Linked DNA regions of Mus musculus: region 2 is linked to region 1. Evidence: chromatin contacts called from public HiChIP or PLAC-seq data. All regions are on one chromosome and are shown on one strand. The core of a region is the stretch at or near the end of the contact, and the rest is flanking DNA. Distances in the headings are between cores, read along the strand shown. Region 1 holds the start of Aph1a (aph1 homolog A, gamma secretase subunit). Region 2 holds the start of Txnip (thioredoxin interacting protein).

Region 1 (6,507 bases), core at 1,188-3,687:
GTGCTTTGTGGAAAGGAGAGCCTCTGGCTTCGCTCACTGATGTTGCTCCCTTGACTTCCAAGCGCCCACTTCTTTCCTTTATGGCTCCTCACTCTCCTGCTCAGCTCTGTGGTGACAGGAACAGAAATCTGAGTTCAGTCTTGCCGAAGGAACTCTCTTTAGAGTCCCATCCTCCACCGGCCTGTGTCTTATTTGACAAGACTTCGCTTTGCTTTGCCTTTGGTTTCCTGGCTCCACCTTCCAGATCCCTGCTCTGCCCCCAACCCTGGACTCCAACAGCTGAGAAAAGCAGTACAGCTCCCCGCTGAAATGCCCGACGTACTGCTCTCTGTTTCCTTTTCTCTCATCCCATTTATAGCAAAAGACCTGGCACAAAAGGCCAGGGTCAGAAGGAGACTTACCCAGGATGAGTGGTGCAACAAGGAGGGCTATAAAGAGGACATCCATTCTGGGTTTTGCACTATCACTGTGTAAGTTAAAAGAGGAAATTGCTGTTTCCCACCACACTTACCCCGCCTCCCCTGCTGCTGTGAAGCTGGGAGGGCACTGGAGTGATTCTTCTCCCAGGGGACAGAACTCTCCGCCTACTCGCTCCGTAGATCTTTACATAGCTGCTGGACCTAGAGCCAACCCCCTTAACCCCCTTGTTGGATGCTAACTTGTTATTCCTGGAGAGCCCCTAGCCCTGGATTAGGTCCGCTCAGGACTCCCACTGCTGGGACCAAAGTTCACCCTCTCCTCTCCCCTCCTATGCTTCCTCCCTCTCAATGCTCCCCAAAATCCACCTTCCTTCTTGCAGGCCTTAAGTTACCATTGCTGTGCAGGGTTGCTCTCCACTCTGAGGGAAACATGATCTTTTTTATCATGTTTATCAGCCCCCGCCGGCTGTGCATCCCCTCCCCTCCCCATCCCCTCCCCTGCCAGCTGTGCATCCTTCCTATAACAACTGTACTCCCTATATCCATTGTTCTTGCATTTGTCTATTTTCCCTGGGCTCCTTCCCTTTCTCCAGCCCCTGCTCTTCTCCACTCCCTCACAGGTAGCCCTGGCTATGTCCTTGCACCACATGGTGGATCACAATCATCTGTAGCCGCAGTCCCGAGGGTTCTGATGTGCTCATCTGGCCTCCAAGAGCACCGAGCACATACATGTTGCACAGATATACATGACACAACCCCCTCCCACACACATAAAAATAGCTATTAGAACAAAAGAAAAGCTCCACAAGCCTCACATACCTAGTAAATACTTGCTAAGCATCTAAAATGAGTCCTTGAACACCGTGCAAGTGGCTGTGGGCTCATCATGCACAGATTGTTCCCCACAGCTGCTAACAGCTCACAGAGAAGAGTGGCCCAGACTCAGCCTGTTGAACACACATGGAATCCTGAACACTGGCCAAGATGTTCCCATCCTCCTAACCTTGGGGAACAATGTGTCTAGTGACCGCCAGACCCCCCCAACCCTCCACCCCCCCTACCCTCCCATCCCCCCCACCCCCCCACCTCCACTGATTCCCCTCCTAGTGACTTTTTGCAAAAACCTCCAGGAAGCCCGGTAATCTTTTAAATTTTTCTGTAGTTTGTTGTTGCTTTGTATGTACCCTCAAAAAACGATTTTTCTCATATATGATCAAAATGCTCAGATCCCATCATAGGATTCCTCTGTTCTGCAGACTCCTAAGGACCAACCCGTCCTCATACAAATGATGATTCCTGATAATATGAAATCTCTCTCCCCAGCCTGAGGAAAAGACACCACTCAAGTTTATTTTCCAGACTATAAATAAAGGAAGTATGACATCAAAGGAACCAAGCAGCTCGGCGTGGGGCGGGGGTGGAGGGGATGGGTGTAATTTCCTCTCAGTCCCATTGCTCTAGTTGCTTTGTGACTCCACGATTCCTTCCAAACATTTTCCTAATATTTCTCTCCCGGCTCCTCCTGCTTTTCTCATTCTGTCATTACAGAATACAAGTGGAGGCTTCATTTAAGACGTAATTCCTATACCAGGCTGCCCAAAGAGTTCCAACTTTTAAGCCTAACTTTGATCCCTCAGGATGCTTCTCTGGGTCATTTCCTCTAATTCAACTTAAGAACAATGTCCGTCCCTATCTTCCCACAACCTCTATCCTGTGCTCTTTTTTATTTGTCTCTAGAGTCAAACAGGATCTTCCTCCGACAAAGCTCCTCTAGTAATAGGTAGGGTGGCTATCACCCTTCTCTACCGAAAGAAAGGAAACCGTGGCCAAGGCGCCAGCGAACCCAGGAATCATTGTTCTGATTGGGCCCAGACTCCAGCCTACTCTTCTGAAGCCACTCCCAGCACCAAGAGGAGGGCTCTGAGGATGAGAGACTACAACTCCCAGAAGGCCATGCCGCCATGACCCCGCCTCTGCAGTTCCGCCCCACCAAGTATTCATTGGCCTTCCGGGGGTGGGAATTAGATGGGAGGTGGCCATGGGGCAGCGACCGGGGGTTGTTCCCTCTTCGGCTTCCGTAGACGAGGTCGGGCGGACCTTCGTCCGGGGTTTCGGCACCCCCCCTTCCCCTTCCCCGGGGTCCGGGGGTGACATTGCACCGCGCCCCTCCTGGGGTTGCGTCCTCGCCCCACGCGGACTCCCCCTCGGCGCGCAGCTCCCTTTCGCCTTCCTTGGCCGGGGTTCCCTCCCTTCCCCAGCTGCCCAGTCATGGGGGCTGCTGTGTTTTTCGGATGCACCTTCGTCGCGTTCGGCCCAGCCTTCTCCCTTTTCCTGATCACTGTAGCTGGAGACCCACTTCGGGTTATCATCCTGGTGGCGGGGTGAGTGTCGAGTGGTGGAGACGGGGCCGAACGTAGAGAAAAAGGTGCAGAAAGGGCTGGAGGAACTGGAGCAGGCTTGGGAGCCTGAGTTGGGGGGCAGAAGTCGGAAAAGGTTGGACACAGGGTCAAATCGTGATCTAGGAGAATTTCCCGCAGTCGGCTTCCGCCTTCCAGGGATTTCACAGATTCTTCCTGTAGTCCTCCCGGCAACGTCAGAGAAGGCCCAAGGCCAAGATTAATGAGGGGGCTGTGCTGACCTCGGCCAGCCAAGGATCTTGGAATGGATACCTAGTCTGTCCGTTCATGCCCACACACTTTGACTCTAATGAAGACTCTAACCAGATCTCTACCCTTTCTGCTGCTTTCAGATTCTTACAAATGAGTCTGTTGGTGGAGACACTTATCTGGTCCCTGTCTCCCTTACCATCCGGAAGTCTAACTTCCACTTTTCATACATTCCATCCTTGGCTGGCTCCCTCCTTGATTTTTCCATCTGCTCCTGTCTTTGCCTCTCTCATTGCCCTTGTGTTTTCTCAGAGCCTTTTTCTGGCTGGTCTCCCTGCTCTTGGCTTCTGTGGTCTGGTTCATCTTGGTCCATGTGACAGACCGATCAGATGCACGGCTCCAGTATGGCCTCCTGATTTTTGGTGCTGCTGTCTCTGTCCTTCTACAGGAAGTGTTCCGTTTTGCTTACTACAAGCTCCTTAAGTAAGGACAAGGGGGGCTCTGGAAGGGAGGGGGGACAGTGGTGTGCATGGCGGGAAGTGGGCCAGCCCTGCGATGGTGGTTGGAGTAAGGGTCGTTAAAGGGAGGGTATTGGAGGGGAAGGAACATCCCTGCCCTTCCTTCTGTTTCCCAGGAAGGCAGATGAGGGCTTAGCATCACTGAGTGAGGACGGAAGATCACCCATCTCCATCCGACAGATGGCCTATGGTGAGCCAAGGGAGAGGGACCAGAGGAGGGAGTTGGACACCCCATCCTCTCTTTCTGGGTAATCTAAACAGCCACGTATGCTAAAGTGTTTTTCTTCATACTTGACTTCCAAGGAGAGGCGGTCTGGAGGGAGAGTAGGTATGGTAGACTTTTCCCTGGGCTTGGGGAGTAGGTACTGCTAATGAAGCTGTGGTGGTCCTGGTCGTTGACAAGACCCTCCCCTCCCCCCAGTTTCTGGTCTGTCCTTCGGTATCATCAGTGGTGTCTTCTCTGTTATCAATATTTTGGCTGATGCACTTGGGCCAGGTGTGGTTGGGATCCATGGAGACTCACCCTATTACTTCCTGACTTCAGGTAAGGCCCACTTCTAACCTTGCCTTTGTGCCCTGTCCTTCCCTGGCCCTGACTTACTGCCCTTCCCTGGGAGGCTCCTCTGGCTCACCGTCTCAGGAGGCTGGCAGGCGATCAGGGATGGACATCTTCCCGTCTCCCTCCCCGCAGCCTTTCTGACAGCAGCCATTATCCTGCTCCACACCTTTTGGGGAGTTGTGTTCTTTGATGCCTGTGAGAGGAGACGGTACTGGGCTTTGGGCCTGGTAGTTGGGAGTCACCTTCTGACATCGGGACTGGTGAGTTGGAGACAGGGGCCCGAGTCAGGGAGAAAGCATTTAATAGTGAGCTGGATGGGGTATGTGTTCCCACCTAGTAAGTCACCTTCCCTTACCTGGGGCGGAGGCAGAATCTTGACTTCTGCTACCTTAGCTTCAGTTAGGTCATCCGCTCTGGGGCAGAGTTTGAATTGCTTAGTCGTGTTACCACAGAAGGCTGGAGGTGACTAGAAAGAGCTGAAACCTTGGAGGGAATCTGAACTCAAAAGTTGCCTTAGCTATAAGATGTTAGTGCTTGAAGGGAAACAGGTTTCTGAATGAGATGTCTGAGCAAGGTTGGGTCAGAGGCCCAGAGTGAATGTTGCAGTTAGGTGCAGGGAGAATCTAACCGCTCTTCTGTCCTCATTCTCAGACATTCCTGAACCCCTGGTATGAGGCTAGCCTGCTGCCCATCTATGCAGTCACCGTTTCCATGGGGCTCTGGGCGTTCATCACAGCCGGAGGCTCCCTCCGAAGTATCCAGCGCAGCCTTTCGTGTAAGGACTGACTACCTGGACTGATCGCCCGACAGATCCCATCTGCCTATCCACTGCCCATGACTGAACCCAGCCCCAGCCCGGGTCCATTGCCCTCATCCTCCGTCTCCTCGCTGATGTGCCCCGCTTCCTTCCGGGTTTGGCGTTGTCCATTTGTGACCTGTAGTCTCTAAGCTTTCTCAGGAGCAGCCTGGGTGCAGCCAGTCAGGGACTGGTGGGTTTGAATCTGCATCTCTCCCCACCACCTGGGGACCCCCTTGTTGTCCAGGTCTCCCCATGTGTCAGTGCTCCACCCTCACCCTGCCCATGACTCACCCCGCTTCCCCTCTGCAGGCCGCCGGCAGGAGGACAGTCGGGTGATGGTGTACTCTGCCCTGCGCATCCCACCCGAGGACTGAGGGAACATGGGGGGGCCCCTGGGCCTGGGGTGCCCTCCCGATCTCCTCGTCCCGTATTTCTCCATCTCCAGTTCTGGACAGTGCAGGTTGCCAAGAAAAGGGACCTAGCTTAGCCATGGCCCTGGAGATGAAGTTACTGAGGCTGAGGGTAGATGGGTTCAGTTCAGTGTCTCCTGCCCAGACTGGACATCTTGGTCTTTTTCTCAGGTCTGAAAGGAACCATTTTTTGGTATGATAAAGACCCCAAAATGCCTTTTTTTTAAAGTGGGGAGAGGGAGGAGGTACGCCGGGAGCCTCTTTAACCTCCATAGGCTGTGTTTGCTCCCAAATCTGCTGATGGTGGCTCATTTCTATCCTGTTTTCCCTTTGGTCCCAGGCCCTGGGGGAAAGGAAGGAAGTGCATGCTTGGGGACTGGTCCCACTGGATCTCTATCCTAACGTCCATGGCCGTCAGCACCCCTCCTTTCCCCAAGGTGAAATGGAGGGTGCTGTGGGGGCCTGCCCACTCCATGGCAGTGCCCTGAAGGAGTCAGACTACCATGGCATCGCAGGCCCAGAGGGCAGACATTTTTTCTAGTTTTTAATTGGGGTGTGGGAGGGTTTGGGGAGGTTTTCTATCACTGTGTTGTTTTTCTGCTGAGGGTGGAATATTCTGTCCTTTTAATCAAGGTGATTGTGATTTTGACTAATAAAAAGGACTTTATAATTGTGGGGGGACTTGGCTTTAAGAGGGGTAATGGATTGAGATTTCTAGCTCCGGGTGGCTCCGGTCCATCCTCCCTAGCCAAGTGCCTGTGATGTTCACCATTGGTGTGATGAGAGAAGCATCATTAGTGGTGTAACTTGTGGAAGTTAACTTCCTAGAAGTAGGTCTCCCTTGTCCAGGAACAGGATACAAGGAGTTAATTAATCATACCCCTGCCCCTTCTCTTTCTCTATGTCTATCTCTGCCACTCAACAGACAGAGGAACTCTCCCACTCTTGAAAGCCACAAAAAAACATTCAAGAATTAAGATCAAAAACTTTTAATTTCCAAACATATATTGAGCAAAAAATAATTAAAATCCCAGCAGCAGCCCTTTTTTCCTAGAGGAAAAAAAAAAACTACAACGTATATCTAAGGGAGAGAACATGGCGGTGTGAGGTGAAAGATGGCAGTTTATCCTCAGCTTCTTCCAACCAAGCATGAGGACAGGGAATCTCCTCATCCACAGCTTTGAAGGCCAAAGGCT
Region 2 (6,507 bases), core at 1,810-4,309, 660 kb after region 1:
TCTGGGTAGTCTCAAATCCCACAGACTCATTTCACAACCCCCACCCCTAAACTACCTTCTTAGGGAAAGACAGGAAAGAAGTAGGCAGATGAAGGAAAAGACATATTTTACAGTGATTAAGAAACCAAGCTGTTTTGCATCCCTAGCTCTGACTGTCTGCGGGGGCCAGAGGTGAGAGAATAAGGACCTGCAGGCCTGGCTTCACCTCCTGTGAAGGCTGCACTGCCAGCTTTGGCACCCGGTTGTCTAGAGTAAAACAAACACAGGACAAACATTCCTGGCTTCCTACTGGCGCTGAGACTGAACTTGCAAGCCTCTGCTCCCCCTGGGCACAGCTGTCCTTGTCCCTGAACCCACAGCCTCTGCCCTGTTTTTGTTTATAAGACTTTTTTTTCTTCCATCCAAGAACTGAGATGGGTACGTGCGTACATGTGCATGTGCGTGTGAGTGTGCGTGTGTGTGTGTGTGTGTGAGAGAGAGAGAGAGTGAAGAGGGACAAACTGCTATGAGAATACCAGGTGAAAGGTTATAAACAATCCACTCCAGGAGGCAGCCAATTCAGAACAAGCCTTGGCTATAGGCCCAGGAAGCAGCTGCCACTGCCAGAGTTAAACAGATTTTTGGCCTAACGCAGAACAAACAAGTGGTCTGTGCTGAGCGCCGCAAATTAAGAAACGATAGCCGTGCAGGGGACAGGACACAGAACTGTCCACAGGTTTTTCCTTAATTAAAGAATTCAATACTCCATAGACAACACCGAATAACTATCAGCATTGCCTCCAAGGAGACAGCCCAAGGCAGCACCCTCTCACCCCTTAGCAGCCTCCCCTCCTTCATCTGACCTCAAGGTTTAAAAACAAGAACTTTTTTACATTTAAATTTTTTATTTTGGGTGTCTCTGGAGTGACTACTGGAGAGGGGAAGGAGAGGGGAGGGGGAGAGGGGAGGTCAGAGTTGGTTCTTTTGCTACTGTGTGGGTTCTGCTATTGAACTCAGGTTGGCAGGCCTGGCACCATCTCTCTGGTTCTCCTGAAGTCTTATGTAGCTGGGGCTGAAGAGATGGCTTGGTGGTTGATAGTATCAGAGGAAACGAGTTCGAGTCCCAGAACCAAAAAACGGCAGCTCACAACTCTTAACTCCACTTCTAAGGCATCGGCGGACACCTGCAGCAAGCACACAGGTGGTAGAAGAAAATAACAGCCATATACTTACAAAATTTTTAAATCTTATGTTGCTACATACCACACTATTTAACAACATCGATATATGAACTTTCGGTATATTTTGATATTTCATACCATCAAGCTAAGGTTTTCTCAGATGCCTGCTACAGGCACTGAGAAACTGAAGTTAGTGAGCGACCTACCTCCCTTACAGTATTCATAAATACTGTTTATCGTTGGAAAACACCTGACGCCTAGTTAGTTAACTTTCTGGAACAAACACACCCTAAGGATCAAGGTGTTCCTAGGCCTTGGTGTTGTGTATATGTTTTTGAACCGTGTGATGTTCATCTCTGTGCTTGCTTAAGGTTCAGTTGTAACTTGTTAGCCTTAGGGTGTCAACCCAGTTAGGGCGCGCGGGGGTGGGGGCTGGGGGTGTTGTTTATGAACAGCGGTGAACAGGCATGCAATCGCTTTTTACTTCTCCATCTTAATCTCAGGGCTATATCATCTTTATTTTCCTGCGCAAGGAAGGAGATAGATAGTCTCCTAATAATTCTGCCCAAATATGGAAGGAGTTTAGGACTCAATGACAAGGCTCCGGCGCGGGGTGGGGGTGGGGGTGGGAGTGGGTGGGTGGGTGGGGAATAGAGTAGGGGGCGAAGGGGGAGGGGGTTGCAGGTAATCCTTCACACAAGAGTTTCTTTGCACACTTAAGAGTTATTTCTCTAGTCAGCTCCTGAGGCATCTCTCAGCAAGGTTTGCCAGATAACTAAGTGAAACTAACACAGCTCCAGCGCCGGTGAAATTGAAACAGGCTTAGGGACATGCATTTCATTTAGTGAATTTGGAGAGAGGACAGAGGGGGGAAAAGAATGACAGGAACTCGAAAACAAAGTAAGGAGTGAGGTTCTTTTTCTTCCTTTTTCTTTCTTTCTTTTATTTTATTTTTTTGGTTTGTCCACCTCTTGTTTCCTGGAGAAACAAGGACGGGGGAGCCATCAGTGTGAAAGTAAACACCTCACAAAGCTGCAGTGAGGAACAAGGGAACATATACAAAATGTTCCCCAACTTCACAGGTACACTGAAGAGATGAGGGGATAAGCAACAGGATGTGGACACTCCCTTACTGCTTCCGCTCCAGAGAACAGAATAGAATGTAATGGGCGAGGAACAGTAGCAGCACATAGGGGCATGAAATGAGGGGGAAATGAGGGGAACCCACCAGAGCATTCACCAGAAAGGACTGAAAGCCAGACTTTAAAATATCTGACAAGTTCTCGTCTGGAGAGACCGCAGCCTTTTATTCTTCAATAGAAGTGCAATAGGAGCATATCGGGTGGGCTCTTTCTCACTAACACGACTGCACTCTCGCCCTCCGCTCCATCCTGGAGTATCCTCGGTGCGATGGGATTGTTTTTCACAAGACTTGCGAACTTGTGAGCCAGGAATAAATGGTCACCTCGAAATGAATTGCGCTGGCTCAGGCGAGTCATGAAATCCTCTCCTAAGCACATTTTTCTTTCACCTAAAAAAAGAAGGGGGAAAAAAAAAACAAAGCACACACCCAAATAACCCAGCTCCCAAGAGGAGTCCCCTGGATGAGGTTCAGGGTCCCGGGGTCCCAGCCTCCCGGGGGGAGGGAGGGCACCCGTCGCCCCGGGCCCCGCCCCTCCTGCTGGCAAGGCTGCGCACCCGAACAACAACCATTTTCCCCGCTAGGAGCACACCGTGTCCACGCGCCCCGGCGGCCTCGCTGATTGGTTGGAGGCCTGGTAAACAAGGGCCAAGTAGCCAATGGGAGAACTGTGCACGAGGGCTGCACGAGCCTCCAGGCCAGCACTCGCGTGGAGCGCCAAGCCAGGCGGCTATATAAGCCGTTTCCGGCAGCCGCTTGACACTCTCCTCCTCTGGTCTCGGGGTTTCCAGAGTTTCTCCAGTTGCGGAAGACAGCTGTTATTTTTCTCCTGAAAGCTTTTGGCACAGCCGGCAGGCTGAAACTTCCAGGCACCTTTTGGAAAAGTTGTTAGGGTTTGTTTGAAGCTTTCTTTACATTTTCGTTTGGGTTTTCAAGCCCTGACTTTACGGAGGCGAGCTCTTCGTTTGCTTTGAAGGGTTCTTAAAGATTTTTTTCCTCTCCGGCTTTCGTTTTTCTTGAACCCACTCGGCTCAATCATGGTGATGTTCAAGAAGATCAAGTCTTTTGAGGTGGTCTTCAACGACCCCGAGAAGGTGTACGGCAGCGGGGAGAAGGTGGCCGGACGGGTAATAGTGGAAGTGTGTGAAGTTACCCGAGTCAAAGCCGTCAGGATCCTGGCTTGCGGCGTGGCCAAGGTCCTGTGGATGCAAGGGTCTCAGCAGTGCAAACAGACTTTGGACTACTTGCGCTATGAAGACACACTTCTCCTAGAAGAGCAGCCTACAGGTACTGCTCCCAGCAGGACTGATGGTGACTTGGGAGGTCTGTGGGTCGGGGAGGGCACCACTAAATGTTTCGAGTTGTTCGTTTGAATGGTTTGAACTGTTGGTCCCTATATTTTTTTACTTTGTAATTAGCAAGTTTTTCACTACCCTTCACCCCCCTAGAGTGATTTGAACACTTTCTGAGGTACTGTTTCCTGAAAGTGTTGTCTTAGCTACTACTTAAAGATTAATGTATTTGTGGATTTCGCAACTTTCTGTCCAAGAAAGTGCTCTGGGATCTTTTCTTCCATAGTGTAAGAGATGAAAGTGGAAGTGAAGTAAGGTAGTCTACTGCCCAGGCACTCCTCATTGACGCTTTCAAAATGTAACAAGAAGCCTAATGGCCCCTTGTCTTTGTTTCCCAGCAGGTGAGAACGAGATGGTGATCATGAGGCCTGGAAACAAATATGAGTACAAGTTCGGCTTCGAGCTTCCTCAAGGGTAGGCATCCACCGTGTGCACCTTGCACTCTTATTTCTAAGTCTTCCCCCTCCATTGATCTCTTACAGTTCTTAGCCTTAATTTTGGTTCATTGTTTTGACACAGGCCCCTGGGAACATCCTTTAAAGGAAAATATGGTTGCGTAGACTACTGGGTGAAGGCTTTTCTCGATCGCCCCAGCCAGCCAACTCAAGAGGCAAAGAAAAACTTCGAAGTGATGGATCTAGTGGATGTCAATACCCCTGACCTAATGGTGAGGATTTTTTGTTTTTGTTTTTAAAAAGGTTTTAAAATTCTTCTTGGTCAGGGATAATAAATTAGATGCATGGGGGTTGAAATATCTCAAAACATTATTTCCTTTTACACAGGCACCAGTGTCTGCCAAAAAGGAGAAGAAAGTTTCCTGCATGTTCATTCCTGATGGACGTGTGTCAGTCTCTGCTCGAATTGACAGAAAAGGATTCTGTGAAGGTAAAAACATACTGCTTCAAATGCTAGACAGGATAGCCAGAACTGGGGGTGGGGGGGTTGGGGGTGGTACGGAGAGGGTCGTAGGGTAGAGGCAGAGGAAGTGCTGTTAACTTGCATGGCTATTCATACTTCCTCATTTTATTTTAACTCTAGGTGATGACATCTCCATCCATGCTGACTTTGAGAACACGTGTTCCCGAATCGTGGTCCCCAAAGCGGCTATTGTGGCCCGACACACTTACCTTGCCAATGGCCAGACCAAAGTGTTCACTCAGAAGCTGTCCTCAGTCAGAGGCAATCACATTATCTCAGGGACTTGCGCATCGTGGCGTGGCAAGAGCCTCAGAGTGCAGAAGATCAGACCATCCATCCTGGGCTGCAACATCCTCAAAGTCGAATACTCCTTGCTGGTGAGTGGGTGAGAAGAGAGACAATTACCTGGTTACAAATTCAGTGCTTTCTGTACTCAACCCATCTAACAAACTGCCATCCTCCTCTCTAGATCTACGTCAGTGTCCCTGGCTCCAAGAAAGTCATCCTTGATCTGCCCCTAGTGATTGGCAGCAGGTCTGGTCTGAGCAGCCGGACATCCAGCATGGCCAGCCGGACGAGCTCTGAGATGAGCTGGATAGACCTAAACATCCCAGATACCCCAGAAGGTAAGCTGCAGCCGGATAGGTTCGAGTTATTTTGATCTGCTTGGGCTTGTGGAGTTGGGGTGACCTGGCATTTATTTCTTAGTCGGACTTCTGACACCGTTTTCTCTCTTCAGCTCCTCCTTGCTATATGGACATCATTCCTGAAGATCACAGACTAGAGAGCCCCACCACCCCTCTGCTGGACGATGTGGACGACTCTCAAGACAGCCCTATCTTTATGTACGCCCCTGAGTTCCAGTTCATGCCCCCACCCACTTACACTGAGGTGAGAACTGCTATTCTCACAGGGTCAACATTTTGTCCTAGGCCTTTTGAAGGAAGGGTTAATGTGGGTTTTCTACTTAACTAAAAAACCTGAAAATTTCCTCTCTATTCCCCTTCCAGGTGGATCCGTGCGTCCTTAACAACAACAACAACAACAACAACGTGCAGTGAGCCTGCAGGAAATGAAGCATCTGTATTAGCGCATTTCTTTCTGCCTCTCTGCTTGAACTCCAGTGTTTCAGAGACTCAGTCTCTACAGCGGGGAACGGGTACACCCCAGCCGCTGACTCCTCAAGATGGGTGGCAATCAGTAGGCGGGTCTCCGGCTTCAAGTGGTGCAGACCAGTGCCCGCACTGTGGCATAGGAGTGTTTGCTGGGTGGATGTCAGAACACTCTTAGAAAAATTGAGACCTGACCACTTTCTCGGATGTTGGAAATGAAGAACTTGTTTGTGTTGACTGAGTCAGGGCACTGCTGACCTTCTGGCGTTGTCTTTCCAAGGTTTTTGTTTTAAAGGGACTTTTAAATTGTCTAAAATATCAGTAGACCATCATCTGTGCCATGGGGGACAGAGCCAATTTCAAGTCATGGCCAAAATTTTGTAAGAGGAGTGTTTTTGTGTGTTTTTTAAAGTCAGTGTTCCTTTTTTATATCTTTACAAAGAAAAGACCTTCCACGGCTGGTGAGCACGCAGCCTGTGAAATTCGGGGCAGCTGCTCCAAGTTGACTTCACCCTGGGAGCAGTAGTAGCTGTGCCCACTGACGGCCATAAAAGCCATTTTACAGCCAGTTGCACTGTGTTCTCTTGTAAGCATAATCAGATGGGAGAATCTGTTATTTCCCTGTAACCCCTTGGAATTGATTCTAAGGTGATGTTCTTAGCACTTTAGCTTGTCAATTTTGTTTTAGTCTCCGTTATAGATGTAAGCTCCACCAGTCTCTTAAGGATTAAGCCCAGTGACTTGGAGGGTGGGGGTTAGGGTCTCTATCCCTGAACATTGTAGACCCAGGCTGGCCTGAGAGATCCACCTGCCTCTGCCTCCTG

Evidence for each region. HiChIP or PLAC-seq counts read pairs in DNA pulled down with a chosen protein or histone mark.
Region 2: an H3K4me3 HiChIP or PLAC-seq map of bone marrow-derived macrophages shows a contact between it and region 1, with 3 times the contacts expected there. The contact joins the promoter of Txnip here to the promoter of Aph1a in region 1. A contact is called at or near these places in 2 of 39 promoter capture datasets (liver and pre-B cells) and 4 of 115 datasets of contacts at active chromatin or transcription factors (bone marrow-derived macrophages, embryonic stem cells, memory CD8 T cells and 1 more).

The regions. Positions count from the first base shown.
Region 1 is chr3:95,891,484-95,897,990 of GRCm38.p6, forward strand. It overlaps Aph1a (aph1 homolog A, gamma secretase subunit), which reads left to right and starts at 2,438. Exons shown (of 6, transcript NM_146104.3): 1 at 2,438-2,800; 2 at 3,338-3,508; 3 at 3,660-3,733; 4 at 3,965-4,087; 5 at 4,235-4,362; 6 at 4,754-6,507. The coding sequence starts at 2,688. The coding sequence ends at 4,888. BC028528 (cDNA sequence BC028528) reads right to left here and starts at 472. Exons shown (of 6, transcript NM_153513.4): 1 at 402-472. The coding sequence starts at 447. It overlaps Car14 (carbonic anhydrase 14), which reads right to left. Exons shown (of 11, transcript NM_011797.3): 11 at 6,285-6,507.
Region 2 is chr3:96,554,898-96,561,404 of GRCm38.p6, forward strand. It overlaps Txnip (thioredoxin interacting protein), which reads left to right and starts at 3,060. Exons shown (of 8, transcript NM_001009935.2): 1 at 3,060-3,588; 2 at 3,992-4,067; 3 at 4,173-4,320; 4 at 4,436-4,538; 5 at 4,692-4,948; 6 at 5,041-5,197; 7 at 5,311-5,462; 8 at 5,582-6,507. The coding sequence starts at 3,339. The coding sequence ends at 5,632. Gm15441 (predicted gene 15441) reads right to left here. Exons shown (of 4, transcript NR_040409.1): 2 at 4,781-4,945; 3 at 2,389-3,500; 4 at 871-1,163.